Regions from separate parts of the Mus musculus genome. Here region 1 is linked to region 2. The links are chromatin contacts, called in public HiChIP or PLAC-seq maps. All regions are on one chromosome and are shown on one strand. The core of a region is the stretch at or near the end of the contact, and the rest is flanking DNA. Distances in the headings are between cores, read along the strand shown. Region 1 holds the start of Spink2 (serine peptidase inhibitor, Kazal type 2). Region 2 holds the start of Srp72 (signal recognition particle 72).

What was found. HiChIP or PLAC-seq counts read pairs in DNA pulled down with a chosen protein or histone mark.
Region 1: an H3K4me3 HiChIP or PLAC-seq map of stem cell-derived neural progenitor cells shows a contact between it and region 2, with 55 read pairs. The contact joins the promoter of Spink2 here to the promoter of Srp72 in region 2. A contact is called at or near these places in 2 of 39 promoter capture datasets (embryonic stem cells and neural stem cells), 5 of 484 Hi-C or Micro-C datasets (the AML12 cell line, bone marrow-derived macrophages, embryonic stem cells and 1 more), 26 of 115 datasets of contacts at active chromatin or transcription factors (DN3 thymocytes, the NIH/3T3 cell line, the SCID.adh cell line and 18 more) and 4 of 9 other capture datasets (adipose tissue, liver, macrophages and 1 more).

The regions. Positions count from the first base shown.
Region 1 is chr5:77,210,075-77,212,792 of GRCm38.p6, forward strand. It overlaps Spink2 (serine peptidase inhibitor, Kazal type 2), which reads right to left and starts at 1,397. Exons shown (of 4, transcript NM_183284.3): 1 at 1,258-1,397. The coding sequence starts at 1,300.
Region 2 is chr5:76,973,315-76,976,014 of GRCm38.p6, forward strand. Srp72 (signal recognition particle 72) reads left to right here and starts at 1,387. Exons shown (of 19, transcript NM_025691.1): 1 at 1,387-1,518. The coding sequence starts at 1,410.

The DNA.
Region 1 (2,718 bases), core at 147-2,646, 240 kb after region 2:
CAACACCTTAACACTAGGAGGGGGCTGAGACAGGTGGATACCAAGAATTACTGGCCAGCCAGCCTAGCAGAAATGGCAAGCTACAGGTTCAGCAAGAGACACTGTCTCAAAAATAATGTGGAGCAATAGAAGACACCAGTATTGACCTCTAGCCTCCATATGCCTTCAACACACACACACACACACACACACACACACACACACACACACACACACACACGAGTACACTACACAAAAATGTATGTGGTGCGCACACACTTAAGACACAAAGACCAAAACCAAAAGCGGTTCGTGGTTTATCCACACATGACAGTCTCTCTGATGCCCCTCTCCATGCTTCTTTAAAAAAAGAAATGATGGTCCTCCATCATTTCTGCCTGGGACTTCTAAGAAATACACAGAACATCTGCTTCTGTTTCTATCAGGTTTCTTGAAAACTGACTTAGAAGTTACAGGTATCAGGAAGTAACTAACAGTGCTTTTTGTCTGTGCGTCCAAGATATTTTTTTTTTCAAATAAACTCAAAACTCAGATTTAACTTTTGAGACAGGGGGTCTGACGGAGCCCAGGCTAGTCTTGAACTGGCTATGTTGCAAACGGGGACATGGCCCTTCTGCCTCTGCTTCTTTTTTTTTTTTTTTTTTTTAAAGATTTATTTATTATATGTAAGTACACTGTAGCTGTCTTCAGACACACCAGAAGGGGGAGTCAGATCTTGTTACGGATGGTTGTGAGCCACCATGTGGTTGCTGGGATTTGAACTCTGGACCTTCGGAAGAGCAGTCGGGTGCTCTTACCCACTGAGCCATCTCACCAGCCCTCTGCCTCTGCTTCTTAAGTGCTGGAATTTTAGGTGTGAGCCAGTACACCAAACTCAATAACAGAAAACTTAGTATAAGTGTTAAGACCTCAACTCTGCTTTCCCATAGATGGCAAGGCCATCCGGAAGAACGTCCCGCACATCCCCCGTTAACCTCAGCAGAGCCGTGGATACAATCCAACTGCGTATATAGGTCCAGAAAAATCTGCTTAAGAAAGGTAGAACAGATGGCTGGGTGACATCTAGTTGGAGCTAGAATGGAAGCCCCAACTATAACGGCAGAGGATGCTTGACCCACATTCACCTTCCATGGCCACCACTCTCCACGGGGCAGAACCGCCAGTAACGGCACGGCACGAACCCATCTCCTAACTACCCAAGCCCAGCGCTCTCAGCTCCAAGCTGGTCCCTTGACACCAGACCCACTTGAGCATCACCTGCAAAGTCTGTGACCAGGAGCAACAGCACCAGTCTCAGCATCACTAAAGCTCTTCTTCCTGCTCTGCTGGGAGAGCTCTCCTGTGCAGCGAACAGAGCAGTGGTCAAGTAGCCACCCGCTGGCACCGCGCGGGAGTGCGAAGGGGGAGGGGCGAGGGGCGGGCTAGAGGCTAGTCCGAAGAAGGGAGCGAGGAAGAGGAACGGAAGTTGCAGGAGAAGGAAGAGATGGGAAAGAAGAAGAAGAGGGAGGGTTGGCCAGGGAAAAAGGGAGGCATACACAAACACACGCGCACACCCGCACACACACACACACACATACATACAAGCCTTCCAGATTTCTAAGGTTTTTTTTGTAAACCTCTCTACAAAGTTCACAAAAGTGAACCATGCCCCCAACCTTTCACACAACCCTCACACAGTACCACGCCTGAACTCTCTACAAACCCCATGCATATCCCCACCGGATCCCGCCACACATCCACCACCTAAACACTCAACACACAAGCACAAGACACCCTGCTCACACAACCCAACCCCTCCAGACACCCCTCACGCCTTTTCCTCCCCTCAAGTGCTTCAAACACCCTAGCCTAACCCATCTCGACCATACTCTACCACAGCCTAACTCTTCCTCAAAAGTCACACGTGCCTCCACCGCACAGCCCCTCTTTCTTTCACATACCCCAAACACATCCTTTCGACACTCCAGATAACCCACATCTTACATACCCACAGACTACACAACCCAGCACCCCTCCTCCACACACCCCAAATGACCCCTTCCACACTTTCAAACCACCAAACACCTCTTCCCCCGACAGACTCCATACCCACTAGACAATTTGACATCCCTTCACCCTCCACATGTGCACAACCATCCACTTTCCAAGCACCCACCTCACCCCTTCCACCTACCCCACACATATGATGACCACAACCAGAACCCCTTCTTCACCACCCTTCCACACACTTCAAACACATCACCACCACCCCAACCCTCCAGCCCCTCACATATTCCACAACCACCCCACCACAAAACTACCACCTACCTCAGGATCCACCACTCCAAACTTCCATATCCCGACGCATAGCCTATGCCGGGTTGAGTAGCTATTTCTATGCACTTGTCCACACAAAAACTCCCACAGCTAAACAAGCTACCTCTCCACCCCACACATACTCTCTACACTCTCCACACCCAATTACCATAAAATCCACCATCCCTCCACCACATTCCCCAAGTGACCCCCACCCTTTCAGCCTACCAAATACACAACCCAGTACTCCTTCACTTCTCCACACATCAAACACACATTCCCACCCACCTTCTAAATGCACACACACACTCACTCACTCACACTCACTCTCAAACATACTCATGTATATATACACACACATCATACACACTCACATACACATACATGCACACTCACACATTCTCACACACTCACACACACACA
Region 2 (2,700 bases), core at 137-2,636:
CATAACTAAATTTGCTATTGCTATGAATAGTAATTTAAATATCTAATTTGTAACCCCCCTGGCGGGGTCACAGCTGTAGGAGATGGTGCCTAGCGTGAGTGTACTTTTTAAAAACTTGACATTTTGTCTGTGGCTTCTCCAGCTTCTTCCTTCCCAGTAACCATTAGGTGAGCGGCTTAGGGCCACTACGACATGATTTCCATCATGATGAAGCACCTCACTGAGGTTCCAAAGCAACAAAGCCAACCTACTGTGGCTGAAATCTATGAAATCATGACCCAAAAGAAACTCTTTTAAGTTCAGTCTGATGTATCATACTGACCACACATATGACAATCAGCTAGCGTTTCAGCACTTGACTCAGGCAAGAAACAGGAAGTAGATAGGTGGTTTAAAACCTAAGTAGCAACATTAAGAGAACATTAGGTTGAGTCTAGGGGAAGTGAAGGAAGGTTTGGTTCAGGTCTCCCAGGTAGTAAGCAAAGTAAATAAGGTCTCTGGTCTTAGGACTATAGGTCGTTCAAAGAGAGGGGACTTAAGGATCAATACTCAGGAATAGAGAGCCTTGTAGATGGTGTAATCTTGTAGAGGGTGTAGCTGAATGCTAAGACCACTTACATAGTATGCACGGGTCTTCTCCACAAGGAAGTCGAGCCTTGGAAGCAGAATGTGTACTGGCTAGGCTGCAAGAACAGGTTTCCTTAAAGTACATTAAGGAAGGCCTCCAGGACGTAGTTTATTGTATGACATCTACCTAAGTCAATATACTCACCTCAGAACCTGGTCCTTCTCATCTCCTCGGGCTTCCAGCCCACACTGCTCCTGAAACTAGATCTCAAAGGGAGGTTAAACAGTGCCGTTCACTGTATTTTTGTCAGTCCCAGACCTATCTTCACTTCTAGATTTAGTCCCAGGTTCTAATCACCGCTCGTGTCCTAAAATGGCAATCCCGAAGCACCCATGAGCAGCTGTGGCTCTACCTGCCGCCTTCAAGAGCCTCTCTACGGTTCCTTAAATTAGGTACCCCTCCTACCACCCGAAGAACCGGGAGTTTTCTCTCCCAAAGACTGTCGCCCGGCCACAGTCGGAGCACAGGGGTCTCCCCAGAATGCCGGCGGCTTGGGGCTAACAGTTTCGGCGAGCGCCTTCTGAATCTGACCCCTCCTACCTCCAGTCACCTTTGGATTAGGAGTAAGGGCGTCAGGCAAACAAATGTCTTGCCGCAAGACAGAAAAAATTAAAAACCGATTTCTGACGCTAGCTCTGGGACAGACCAGCTCGCGACTCCCGGCCGCCTAGCAACCATCAACTTCCTCCTTCGCCGAGCCAACTTCGAGATCCTCTTCCGGGGCAGAGGTCGCCCTGCTCCTCCCACCCCCCTCCCCCACCTCACCCCCACCTCCTCCAAGATGGCGAGCGGCGGCAGTGGTGGGGTGTCAGTCCCTGCGCTGTGGAGTGAGGTGAACCGTTATGGGCAGAACAGCGACTTCACGCGTGCCCTCAAGACTGTCAACAAGAGTAAGTGTCCCGGCGGCCCGGGTTGTCGGGAGGAGGACATCTCCTGGGTCGAGCGTGCGACCCCTCGGCACAGCGCGGAGGGGGATCGCTGCGTCCTCAGGCTCGGCCCCAAGCCCGGGGGCGGGTCGCTGTCCCACGGCCACCGGCGGCCCGAGCTCGGTCGCTTAAGGCCACGTGTACTTCCCTCTGTCCCCGCGAGACCGGGCGCGAGGGGGAGGGGGGACTTAAAGAGACCATGGCGTCCGGAACCGCTTCCCAAAATGTTTTTCGTGTCGTCTCCGCGGCGGGATTTTGCAAAGATGTCAGATTGACTTTTCTTCGTTCATCTTGAGTGAAGGGATCAGGACAGTGTCATGGAGGAAACTTGTTGACTGGGGCTGGGGCCGGGGAAGGAAACCTGTCTGGACACGTAGCATCCGCTCTGTTGCAGACAAGGTGGAAGCGTTGCAGATTGGAAAGGTGTGAATATCAAGTCGTTATTCATTTCCACGCACAAAGTCTTCCCCGTAGTGTTTAGCCAGAGAGTGAGTGAGTGAGCGTCCCAACATTTAAAATAACGTAAGGAAACTAACCTGCATTTTTAGCCCCCATAAGTTATAATTTCAAATTTTAGTTGCCTTCAGTATGAGATTCCATAAGTTGTTATTCATCACTATGTGCCTGTAATATGGCCGTGCTATATTTTGTACAGTAGATACACCTGTGTGTGTCAGGTTTGGTGATGTAACTATGAAACCCTTCAGCTGTACAAAGCCCCAGTTACATAAAGGCTATCACAGTAATATACACTTTAAACCTTCGGGTTCCTGAGTTCCTATAAAAGTAGTGACAGTGGCCACAGTGCATTAAGGAAGACAGCTACTAATTAGAATTGATGATTGCCAAACTTACTTGAATTCACTTTAGCCCTTCAGTGGGCCTACAACCAATATTTAGTATCGGTATAAAACTCTGTAGCACTTCTTTGATCAGCCAAGACTGTCCCTTCAGCCCTGTCTATTAATTTCTAGAAGTCCCTTCGACGACTCGTAAAGTGAGAATTGGATTCCTGTGGTTGACTAGGAGCGAGGGGAACCATGGTCCTAGTCATTTTGACACTTGACACGCTGTTGGCATAGAGCCGTGGCCGCCTGAGTTCTTTGTATTTCCCTTTGATCTCTTTATGGGAAAGGGAAATTTTGA